2 separate regions of the Mus musculus genome follow, and region 1 is linked to region 2. Evidence: chromatin contacts called from public Hi-C data. All regions are on one chromosome and are shown on one strand. The core of a region is the stretch at or near the end of the contact, and the rest is flanking DNA. Distances in the headings are between cores, read along the strand shown.

The links. Hi-C and Micro-C count contacts between places; a contact is called where the count stands out from the background.
Region 1: a Hi-C map of cortical neurons shows a contact between it and region 2, with 2.0 times the contacts expected there. The contact joins two enhancer-like sites. A contact is called at or near these places in 3 of 484 Hi-C or Micro-C datasets (cerebral cortex, cortical neurons and forebrain) and 1 of 115 datasets of contacts at active chromatin or transcription factors (forebrain).

Annotation. Positions count from the first base shown.
Region 1 is chr6:102,554,333-102,560,817 of GRCm38.p6, reverse strand. It overlaps a transcript of Cntn3 not described here. Among named protein-coding and RNA genes, the nearest start is that of Cntn3, 93 kb to the right of the region's middle. Within about 2 kb of position 3,052, at least 18 of the 459 cell types and tissues checked have an H3K27ac peak or open chromatin away from gene starts, as enhancers often do. A contact at or near this core is called in cortical neurons, where this site is marked.
Region 2 is chr6:101,990,655-101,996,954 of GRCm38.p6, reverse strand. No RefSeq gene overlaps it. Among named protein-coding and RNA genes, the nearest start is that of Gm9871, 220 kb to the right of the region's middle. Within about 2 kb of position 3,969, at least 6 of the 459 cell types and tissues checked have an H3K27ac peak or open chromatin away from gene starts, as enhancers often do. A contact at or near this core is called in cortical neurons, where this site is marked.

The DNA of each region.
Region 1 (6,485 bases), core at 1,803-4,302, 560 kb before region 2:
ACTCAGGTTGTAAATTTTGTAAAACAGGAGAACAATTTTCTCTCATTTATTTTCTAAGTCACTTGACTTTGATTATCTTTCAGCCGTTAAGACATGATATCCTTGCAACCAACCTACTTTCCATTACTGATAAATGAGCCTGGTGATGTATTATTTTAATAGGATAAAGATTTCTGAAGACTGTTACTCTACTTCAGATATTCCTGCCTGCAGAAACTGGAGCAACAGTGTGCTTCAAGTCTTTTGATTTGGACTCTGAGCTATTCCTCACATTTCCTGCCTTCATCCTTCTCCATCTAAATCATCCTGCTCCACATCACCACCTTCTCCTTCCAGGCCACTACATCAGGTTCTCTGTCTCCTTTCACACTTGGTGTTCCATATCATTCTACCCAACTGGAACACGCATCACCCATACATGCATATATACATCCATACATGCGTTAAATTAGTTACTCTTCTATACATAATGTTTAAATGATTTCTGATTGCACTCCACATAAAATACAATCTACTGAACATCACCCATGGAGCTAAGTGGGATTTAAGCACTTATACCATGCTTTGGGAGCAAGCGCATCCTGAGTGACTTTGACTTGCTCACTTTTCTTCAAAGCTTTCCCAGCTTTGGAATGGCCGTGAAGTGCTCATTCATAAACAAATACTCATACTCAGACATAGGCCCATGGAGTTTTGATTGCTGATCAGCCCTTAGCCCATGGTTTTGACTCTACAGACTCATAGAGGGCTTTTTTGTTGTGTATCTAATGCATAATAGGAGTCCTCTCTAGATTCTGTATGTTCATTTTCCTCATAGCCCTTCTCATCACGTGGAACTGTCCATTTCACTGCCTGATTCCCAGTGAGCGTTTTGTAAGTAGGCACTGTTTGTGTCCTGTGTGCAGCCTTTTATAGTATGTGATTCAAATTGGTGCTCGAGAAACCCATGAGCACTGAGATTTTGGAGGGTGAGTTTGCATTGTTTGCTCCTAGCATCCCTGTGACCAATGATCTTTACCAGGTGGTTCTCATTCAGCAGAAGTCTGCTGTTGATTTGTGTTGTGTTCTTCCTGTCTCACTGGCACCATATCTTAGGTCTCTGGGATATCTGCTCTTTCAAAGTCATCATGAATAAGTAGAATTCATTTTCAGTTTGACTTTGGTGATTCCTTCTCTCAGTGTCTCTGTCAGCATCATCTACCCAGGTGTCCTCAATATGCTGTTGAACTGTCTGCTACCTTTGTTCTTGTAGCTTTCAATAGAATGGAAACACACCACTCTGTATACCTATGTCAGTTTATGTTAGCTGAATATCTAAACACTTCTACCTCTGTACCTGGCACAAAAAATAAACCTGGTTAAGAAGTAATCTCCACACTTTGTCTTGCTCCTGGTTTGTCCGATCCTAGAAGTTGTATTAAGCCATGAATTCAAGTCTTCGGGTCACTGGATACCTCCCTGCTGAGATGAAAAAGGAAAATGTTGTTGACACAGCCTATCATCTTATGACTTCTTTATGCTAATTCTACCCTGCACATAGCTTTCTGGTTGCAAGGGGACCTCTTAAACTTTTCTTAGAATTTAAGTCTTCTCCTGTTCCGTTTGTGTGTCTAAACCATGTAGAACTCTAAAACGTGTAGGACTTCCAGTCTGCTGCAATCACCTATTTCAACTCAGATTGGCTTGGCCTCTGCAGAGAAGCCTTTACTTCTAGCCCTGCCATTTAGCAGGGTGATGTTGAGCCATTTGGTCCTCATACCCTGTAAAACCACTGAGACTTCTATATTCAGCCGTTCTTAAAAAGTACTTAGTTTTAGGGAGGATGGACTATAATTTAGTACTGTAAAATTGTTTAATATCTGCCTTTTCTAATATTCTGGAACAATACATCCATATTAAGAATTTGTTAAATATCAATTTAATTAAAGTCTACCTTTTTTTTTATTGAGTTCTGCTCAGTTATATGGGGCTGCTTGCAGTCATTTAGATGTATACTTGTAAGATATTTTTACTTATGAATTTTTGAGTGATAGGTCATAAGTTGATAGCAAATGATATATATGATTAGAATTTAGAAAAATCCCTTTACAATCTGGTGGTGGTGGTGCAGGTCTTTAATCTCAACACTTAGGAGGCAGAGACAGGTGGATCTTTGAGTCTCTGAGTTCCAGAACATCCTGGTCTACAGAGTGAGTTCTAAGACAGCCAGAGGTACACAGAAAATCCCTCTCTCAAATAAATAAATAAATAAATAAATAAATAAATAAATAAAACCCAAAATCCTAAAAAAGGAAAAGAAGAAAGAAAAGAAAATCCTATAATAAATAGAATTTTTTTCTTTAAAGTAATAATAAGCTAAAGGTTCTATGTCCTGAATGTTGCTCTTCATATAATAATGATCTGATTTTAGTGGATTGAAGCAATTCAAGAGTCTCAAAATTCATTTTATTTTCATAAAATATGAACATCTGCAATAAACAAGTAAATGACTGAGTCACAACAAATCAAAAGCATGTCCTGCTAAGCAGTAAACAGATATTTAGGAACAAGGAGAGGGAGGCTTTGTGGGTATCATTGCTTCAGTACCCATACGTTCACTGGCAGCCCCACATCCTGCAGAAATGGCCCTTGGTCTTGCAAACTTTATATGCCCCAGTACAGGGGAATGCCAGGGCCAAGAGGTGGGAGGGGGTGGGTAGGGGAGCAGGGCGGCTGGAGGGGGGGGGAGGGTATAAGGGACTTTCGGGATGGCATTTGAAATGTAAATGAAGAAAATATCTAATAAAAAATTGAAAAAAAAGAAATGCTAACATTCTCTTGTTGCTTATTCCTGCATGTGTGTGTGTGTGTGTGTGTTTGTGTGTACGCGTGTGCATAAGAAATGAGTGTCAGATGTCTTTCTCAATTGCTTCCCTTACAGGTAGCTTCAATATCAAGGACATTTTTGACAGGTGGTGTCTCACTGAACCTGTATCTCACAGATTAGGGTAGACCTGCTGGCCAGCAAGCTCCCAGGATCCTCCTGTCTTTGACTAACACAGTGCTGGGTTTGTGCATATGTGCCTCTCTGGCTGGCTTTTATGTCACTGCTGAGTATCTTAACACTCTGCCCACTGCTCTGTTTCTCCAGCCCTTGTTGTCTCCCTGCAGAAGCGTGTTCTTGCCCTGCTGAGCTAACAGAGATTTTTTTTTCAGTCCCTAGAAGACTTTCTGAAGCTTCTCACGCGAGCCTCCTTAATCTGTTTTTCAACTAAAAATAAAGAAAGAAAGAATTGTAAGAGGAAAGTAGCATATATCAAAATAGGAGTTGATTCTATTTCTAAACTTATTCACATGATTGCTGTTAACCAGAATATAGGCAATATTCAGTTTTCACCATTTTAAAAACCTGGGCCCCATGAGAGTATGAATAGCATTCTGTCTCCTGCATTGGTGCTCATATCTAGGATTTTGATTTAAAGAACAAATATCTCAAGAGATAGCATTTTCATGTTAGCAGTCACTGTTATATATTTTTGCAAATGTCTTCTAGGTTTGGAGTAATCTATTTCCATATATCTTTTCTGTAGAAATATTTCTGGTTCTTAAATTTCATGAATTCTCTCACCTTGAAGCTGCTGGATGTAAGAGTAACCGTGGAAATAAAACCTGCAAGAATTTTTTCAAACTAGACATGACATTTGGGTGGTTCTCTCCGGTCATCAGAGAGAGAATCTGGGTTGATTTCCCAAAATACATTTGCAAATTCTACAGGTAACAAACATTTGTTTATATGATCAGATCTGGGTCGGTTTTTCATGCCACCAAAGCTACAGTCAAACTGAATCTTCCTCTGCATGTTCTTACAGGAACAGTCCAATTTTATTTCTTACATGGAAATAGGCACTCTCTAAAATAACTTAGCACATTGCAGAAGATGGTAATGACACTTTTCAGGCAATTAAAATCAACCCGAACAATATAGCTAGTGATCTGATCTGATGTATGTTGCTCACTTGGCCTGGCCCCATCCCTGAATGTAAAGCAGCAGAGAGTGGCTGATTACCAGACATCAGCCCTAATTCTGGTGAATATTCGAGAGCTGTAGAATACAGATAAGGCCTATTTGTTCCAGAGTGGGGTGTGCCTGACAACACTTCCTTCCCTTTTCCCTCCTTATCCCCTCTACCTATAGAAACACTTACATTTGTATGTATTAGACAGTTTAAGTCATTTTTCTCTGCACCTCTCCGTGAATACTTGCTAGGGTTCTTTTTTTCTTTTAAGTACAGCTAAGTGAAAGCTTTTTGTATAGCTGCATGACTTTAAAACTTGAACACCAAAGATTCTCTTTCCCATTCCATTAAATAAAAACGTTCGCTTTCGCCATGTGAAGAGAACCATATTCATATTTAGTGTTACTTTATTGGACTATTGCTTGGATATTTAGCAGCGTTTTCTTATGCTCAGTCATTTTGATAGTGTTTAGTAGCATTATTGGATTTGAAAATGACAGAATGCTCAATATATGAGGATTGTGTGTGTGTGTGTGTGTGTGTGTGTGTGTGTGTGTGTGTGTGATGAAACCCATCACATATGGTGTGAAGATGCTCACAGTAGCATGCATATTTGCATCTGATGGAAATTTTTGGAATGTGAGACTTGGCTCCTTTTAATTGAACAGCATCATGATTGTTGCTGTGAGATCCTTGAATAATATCTTTTGTTCTTTTTGTAGAAATTATACTTGAGGTCTGTCTCCTGAATCTTGACTTTTTATTCTTCAAATCTTATAACACGATAGTGTTCTTGTTTTTTTTTTTTTTTTTTTTTTTCTTTCTACCCAGTGTTGATCTTCAGATGTCTGCCACTCCAGTTCACACACATACTTAGGCATATACATGGGTACACAAACAATGCGCAGGCTAGAGATAAGAGTGAGCTGATGTTAATTCCAAATCATAACATTTCTAAGGCAAGAGGTACAGACATTTTAAACTGTCCAGACAGAAGAAATTCATGTCGAATGTTGAGGTGACATACTGGATCATTTCGGGATTCAAACAACCCCATGGTGTTTAAAGTGAGTCAATTTCTACTTCTTAATTATTTTTCCTCCCCTCCAGCTAACTCTCCCCTTCCTTTCCATTTTTAGCTTTTCTTTCTTTAGGGTCAAATTTTAAATCACACCTTCTGTACTGACCCCCCTAGAGGATTAGTTCTTTGAGTTGGCTCCTATTGAACATATTGCCCATGTTTGTTTGTACAGCCTTCATGGTACAGAGGAATGGAAAGACAATTTTTAATTTCCATCTTCAGGGAAGCATGTGTTCAGTAAACAATGAAGTGCAGCAGCTTGGTGGCAGAGTGCCTACAAGGATAGGGCAGGGAGAGCATCGTCTGCTCTTGGCATGATGCAGTCAGTGCTCCTTCCTCCATGCCAGAGTGGCCCCTTGGGAAATCCTCACCTTCAGGTCCTAAGAGACTAGGTAGTTGGTGTTTACAGTAACTTCCTACTCTGAGTCACCTTTGTAAGTAGCCTTGATAGTCCTTTGGTAGTCTGCCAACAGAGAATAAATAGTCAGAACCTGGTAGAGGGAGGCGGCCTACCCCAGCTGAGCTGTCAGGGGACTGTGCAGCCTCAGTTAGGGCACAGCCAGCAATCAGTGCTTTACCAAGCGCAGTTTGCATCTAGAATCATCAGAAAATGTGTTTATTTAAACTACCAAGTTTTGAGAGGTATTTTAGGCAACAGTAACACACATAGCACACATAATTTAACATAAATGCTCCTTCCTTAAAAGATTTTTTTATAATTTTAAATTTTCTGAAAAAAGGTGTCTATTTATCGACAGCATGTTGATGTGAAATTACACATATAGTAATGAATAAATTAATTAACATACATAGTAGGTTACACATTTTTTTGTGGTAAAAATACTTAAAATCTGGTAATTTTTAAGTATATTGCATTCTTTTAAAAATGTTGGCATATTGCATAATAGATTTCTTAAAATTGTTCATCCTGTCTAATTAAAGTTCTGTCTTTTGACCAATGTCTTCTCCTGTGGCTGGTAGCCATTCTCTACTTTTGTGAGTTTAACATGATTTCCTAGTCCACAGAGGTGAGATCCTGTGGTGTTTCACTTCCTGTGAGGAGTTCATGTGGTATTTCACTTCCTGTGCCAGGCCATTCTCAACTTAAAATGAATATTCTCCAATTTCACAGGTACTCTTGCAATGACAAAATTTTCTTCATTTTAAGGCTGAATAGTGTTTGTGTGTGTATGAGTTTTTTGTGTGTGTGTGTGTGTGTTTATATGTGACATTCATCAAGGAATGGGCATCAAGGTTGATCCTTTGTGTCTTGTGACTTATAGCCTTGACTATTGTGAATAATACCACAGTGTATCTAAGGGTGCAGTTATCTCTTCAATATATTGGTTTCCTTTCACATATTGTCATGTTTAAATATATGTATGTATACACACACAGCAGTGGTGGTA
Region 2 (6,300 bases), core at 2,720-5,219:
GATTCTGTTTAGAGTAGTGTTTTTGTCTCTCTAGCATCCTATTTTCTTACCGAATGCTAACCCTTTGATTACCCTTTAGAAAACTGTCACCCTAATTTATGTCTAAGTATATGTAGTATAACTTGGGTCAGTCTTGTCTAAGCACAACAGATAAGTGCTAAGATTAGGTCCTGCCAGGAAGTATCATTGTGGCTATGGGACATAATCCATTGATTAGGAACTGATAGGTAATTAGATTTACAGCAAGAAACATACTTTAAATCGTCACAACCATCATCTGTTGTAAATGTAACTAAAGATTAAGGTAGCATGATCTGAAAACAGGGCCCAGGAATGGGAGGAGGACCACTTCCAGCATCAGTAGATCATCTGGATCCACCACCCCCTAAAGGCAGCTAGTAACTCATATTTTAGTGGCATGCACCAATAAATTAATCTTTTCTGTTTAAGCCCATTTGATGTTGTTTTCTACTACTTGTAGCTAAGATTACTGAAAATTGTTGTTACTAAAAAGATCTCAGAGATATGAACTAGGTGACACGGAAGAAAGCTCCTGCATCTTAGGAAATGCTATTTCTAGTCTTTACCTTTTATTGAAACTAGATTTTTTTCCCCACATAATATATCCTGATTACAGTACCCCGACCTGCTATACTACTTCTCCCAGCTTCTTCAACCCTCTCCTCCCAGCCGGATCCTGCCCCCTTCCCCAAACACACACACACACACACACACACACACACACACACACACACACACACACACCTCTTTCTGTTTCTCAATATAAAGGTGGTTCTCGTCTTTTTACCCTTCTTTAATATATAAACTTAACTATAAATTAGCCAATTGTTTCTAATCTGACATTTCTTATTCTCCTCTAATGGACATGTGATATTTTAGATTGACTCTGGTCTTATAGGGAGCTGGTTATCTCTGTTCTTATTATCACAGAGTAGCAGTCCAAGGAAGGAAAGAATTCCTTTCCCTGTTTTCCATTGTGGAGTGCAGATGATTGACACACCAAACATCGACAGTGAGATCAGTCAATCTTGTTGATTCAACAAAAGTTACCACCTGCCATCAAAGTCTTTTCAGTTCCTGAAGCTAACTTGCAAAACAGGTGTAATAATCACACCTGGAAATGTTGAGCAGAGTTGACATTCTTTATCTTCCCTGTGGAGTAATGATTTGAGAAAGAAGAGAGAGGAAATCATTCCATTCTAAGCATAACCTTGAGTTATTAACAGTATTTAAAAACAAACACTACTGCATTTCTGATGGTGAGAAGCAGAAGCCTTCCTGGACTTATCTGACCTGCTGCCCACTGTAGTTCTGTTGCAAATTGAAATCAATATCAATAGAACTTGAGAAATTTGAGCATTAACTATAGGTAGGTTAGGATACACTGTGATTTTTTTAACATGTTCGTTGAGAGGAAAGACCAAATGGTGGATAATAATGAAAGTTTAGAGCAATTCTCTTTTGAATGTAAATATCCTTATTATCTTTAAGCTCCTGATCTTCGAGGTTAGCTGCATAATGTAATCTCTTGGGATATATATTTCCTAAGGTATAAATAATTTAAATATGCACGGTGAGATATGTCCTGAATCAGTCAAATTAAAAAAAAAAAAACACTTCTCTATGTTATTTTAATGCATAGTTGGAGTGTTACTGCGGCAAGTTGCTACCTGTGTGGTTTTCATGTATGCATGCTAAGATTAGATTATAAATGCATTTGGTCTTATGTGAAGTCAAGATTCTATGTTCAAGTGTGAATAACAGGGATGGAAAACTTCAGTTGCATTTCTGGAATGAATGTGTATAGGGACATCTCTGTGTGTCTATTATTTTCTGCTATCCTGATTTGATAGTGGAATCTCTGGTAACATAAGCATTGCAGTCCTGGATTTTATTGTAATGTAGATCTGAGGGCTTGTTAATCCTGCCTATGATATCACTTTTTCCAAGGGTGGAACATGTGGGTGCTTCTGAGACATATGTTATGGCCTCCTTTTCTGTTCAAATAGATAAGGATTAGGCAAATGTCAAAGCCCGGCTTCCACCCCTCATATGTCCCCTCCTTCATTCAGAGCTACCTCTTTCTCTTCTGGCTCCCTTCTCAGTGACATGCCTCTCTGTGTCCACAACTTTAATTTACTTAAATAAATTGAAGAAGCAGATTTTCAAGATCACATGCCCTCTAGGTACTCCATAACAAGAGCTTCCTAACTCATCCCAGGCATGGCTAAGATTACAGATAACTCAAGAATATTCTGGCTTTAGGTTCAGAAGCAGAAATGAAGTGTTCCCTTCACCTAGTATCAAGCATTCTACTGATATTCCCAGATTCCCAAACATCATCTATTTCTGAAGTAAGAGGTGGAGATGTCTTCAACAAAGACCTAAATTACCTTCTCTCACAAAACCTGATGCAAATTTTATTTAAGATCATCCTTTTTAAGTATTAGACAACAGAGAATAACAACATGCACAGGATTTTCTTTTCTTTGGCAGCATAATCAGCTTTAGGAAATTTGTTTCCTTGGATGAACATTTTATAGGCTCATCATACAGAGTGATGAGCAAGCCTTTTTTGTGGATCCACTTTGGAAAATAGATGCTTGGACCAGAAAAAAAGAAATGCTTCTCATTGGTCAAATGAAGTGATTGAACTGAGGAAAAAAAATCTGGAAAAAAGTAGAGAATCTTTGTGGCAGCTGTGTTAGGAAGAGGGGAGAGAGAGAGAGAGGGTGCCACTAATGCAGAGACAGATTCTCTTTCAGGTGAGTGGAAAGAAGCTATCTAAAGAACATTTCATTCATATTATTTGGTTAGATTGGAACTAACAATTGTTTCTCTCTCTCAAAACCTACGATACCCAAGATATAAGATACAATTTCTTAAACACATGAAACTCAAGAAAAATGAAGACTGAAGTGTGGACACTATGCCCCTCCTTAGAAGTGGGAACAAAACACCCATGGAAGGAGTTACAGAGACAAAGTTTGGAGCTGGGATGAAAGGATGGACCATGTAGAGACTGCCATATCCAGGGATCCACCCCATAATCAGCATCCAAACGCTGACACCATTGCATACACTAGCAAGATTTTATTGAAAGGACCCAGATGTAGCTGTCTCTTGTGAGACTATGCCGGGGCCTAGCAAACACAGAAGTGGATGCTCACAGTCAGCTAATGGATGGATCACAGGGCTCCCAATGGAGGAGCTAGAGAAAGTAGCCAAGGAGCTAAAGGGATCTGCAACCCTATAGGTGGAACAACATTATGAACTAACCAGTACCCCGGAGCTCTTGACTCTAGCTGCATATGTATCAAAAGATGGCCTAGTTGGCCATCACTGGAAAGAGAGGCCCATTGGACATGCAAACTTTATATGGCCCAGTACAGGGGAATGCCAGGGCCAAAAAGGGGGAGTGGGTGGGTAGGAGAGTGGGGGTGGGTGGGTATGGGGGACTTTTGGTATAGCATTGGAAATGTAAATGAGCTAAATACCTAATAAAAAATGGAAAAAAATAAAAATAAATAAAAATAAAAATACCTGCCCAAATAACCCATTTCTCATGGGCATGTTCGAATATTGGAATATCTGTTTTCTAAGTTTAAAAAGTATTTAGCCTATGATCCTGTTATATTCTGAATTTTGGAAGGACTTTCCCTGCCTGTGAAAGAGAGGCTAATGGTCTTGTAAAGATGGACAATAACGCACTTATGGAAGTCCACAGGGCACTATGTTGTTCCCCTCAGACCTCATCTGAGCCTTAACCTTCCATGCCTCACTGTTCTTTGGACCTAAATTTATATTAACTTCTGAGCAATGTGTGCTTCAGCTGTTCCTTGTCTCTAGAACAATCTGTCCTGAAATATCTGCACGGCTTGCTTCTCCATCTGCCTCCAAGCTTTTCACAAATACCTCCTATTCTGCAACTAGGATGAAAGCGGTAGAGCTCCTTTGCAGACTGCCAACCCCTTTGTCATGTTCTATTTTGCTTCCCCATAACACAACTCCCAGTATACATCAATATTTGTATATTATTTTTGTCTCCTCTACTCCTTAAATTTAAGAACCATGAAGCCAGAAGTTTATGTCATTTTTCTAACAAGTCTTCAGAATCTAGAACACAGCCATTTGGGTGTCAGTGAGGGGTGTGTGTGTGTGTGTGTGAATGTATCATAATGCCCATCCAAACTTTCAAGTTGCTCATAGGAGATCAGCACAAATCACTCTTTAGACATAGCTCATAATGTTGCTTTGGATCAATGGCTAGTAAATTTAGAAGACTAACAATACATTAATTTCTCCATGGTGATACTTCCACCTCAGCTCTTAAAGATTCTTAAATTCTATACATCCATTCTAAAATAATATACTTAAAGCAAGAACACTAAACCTGAGACTGTGGTGGCCTGGCTTTGTATAATTCTAATAACCTGTGTCTGGTCTATCTATTTTTTTACTTCCATTGACTTCAAACCTTCTCAACAGTCACAAGATGTACATGCCCTCTGCTTGGGTCAGGATTGCCTCAAAAACGAACTCTTACTTTATTAACTTAAATTTAGTCATCATGCCTCTCTTCGAGTTATTTTACTTCCATAATTCCTAAAGTTTATAAGTTTTTCTTGAAGTAAAAAAGATCAGATGTTCAGGGTTAAGAAGATGGCTCAGTGGGTAAACATTTGTCATGCAAGCCTAAGTACTTGAACTTGAATCTCTAGAGACAAGCAGCCCTGGGTGCAATAGTGTATCTCTGAACTCTTAGGGTTCTCATAGTGACTTGGAAGATGGAGACAGAACTCCTGGGAGCTTACAGGCCAGCTAGCCTGGTATACGCTGTGTCAAAAACAAGTGTCCTTGTTTCAATCAAGGTAGAAGATGAGAAATGACATCTATATTCTTTGTGTGGCTTCTATGCACAAAGTGTAGAATGGCTATGTGTCCTCATTTGCATGTATGAACACACCCACACATAGAACCCAAACAAGTAATCAGTTGTTCATTCCTGCCTTTGTTTTATGGCTGGGTAGCTGGGCATTTATTAATTTACTTTCAGCTTCATTCTTTATGTCTATGACATGGGCACACCATTTCAATTCTTTGGTATTTATAAGATGAGTAGGATGTCCCAACTTCATGGGCATCATTGACCTCATGCTGAATACTAAATGAGATGATGCCTAGGCAACACATGTGGAGACATTGCTATGGAAAGTTTCTCTTATCATTAATTCTTATATTAGCTTTTGTTTTTTTAAAGAGACATTCATCTTTTAAATATCCATCTTCAACTTTCTTTCCTAATCATCTTAGCAAGGAATCATCATTAGAAAGTTTTTGCCTGCCCAAGCAGCCTATGATCTAGTGCCACAGAGATAATTAAGTGCTTCTTATATGGAGATTGGCATGCTCGCTAATAACTTAAAGTTGAATCTAATGCCTAATACTTGACTTCATATAGAACAACATAAGCTAATTATTACTTCATGATAGCCCCTCAGGAACTTAAAAATAGCTCCCCTGTCTCCATAGGATTCACCCATCAGACAAACAGTAATGTCACAATAATATTAATTGCTCAAAAATAATAGTCACCCTACCATGTTTATATCTCTCTCATCACAATTATTCCTTTATGAGGATACATAAGTGGTATCATGTAAGCAGAACACTCTGCTTAGTTATATACTAGAGATTGACTTTCTACATGACTGTCTTTGTGTATAAGGTATATAAATGCTAATAGATAATATACTCTGGGGATTATCTATCAAATAATGTTGAGAGAATGTTTTATTTCCTCAAAGAAAGCCCTTGGTGCCTAGTTTGTGAAGCGTAAGTCAGTAGGTCTTAAGAGCCAACATGTTGGACCTGGCCTCCATGGTACAGAACTATAGCAAAATTTTCCTTTTGTGTTTTGGAAACAGCACTTTGCTTAGGAAGAATGAGATTTGGTTGGCTACCCTGCTCATGATTTGCTTCACTCTTATTTTATTTGGAGAAAACGATGAAAGGAATAAGTAGCAAGTTCTCTGTGTAGCAATAAAGATGCTAAAATCCAGCCAGGCAAAAAGCCAAACAAACAAACAAACAAAAATTAAGTACATAAGTAAAAGGAATAGAAAATATTTGTCTTAGTCAGGGTTTCTATTCCTGCACAAACATCATGACCAAAATGCAAGTTGGGGAGGAAAGGGTTTATTCGGCTTACACTTCCATGCTGCTGTTTATCACCAAAGGAAGTCAGGACTGGAACTCAAACAGGTCAGGAAGCAGGAG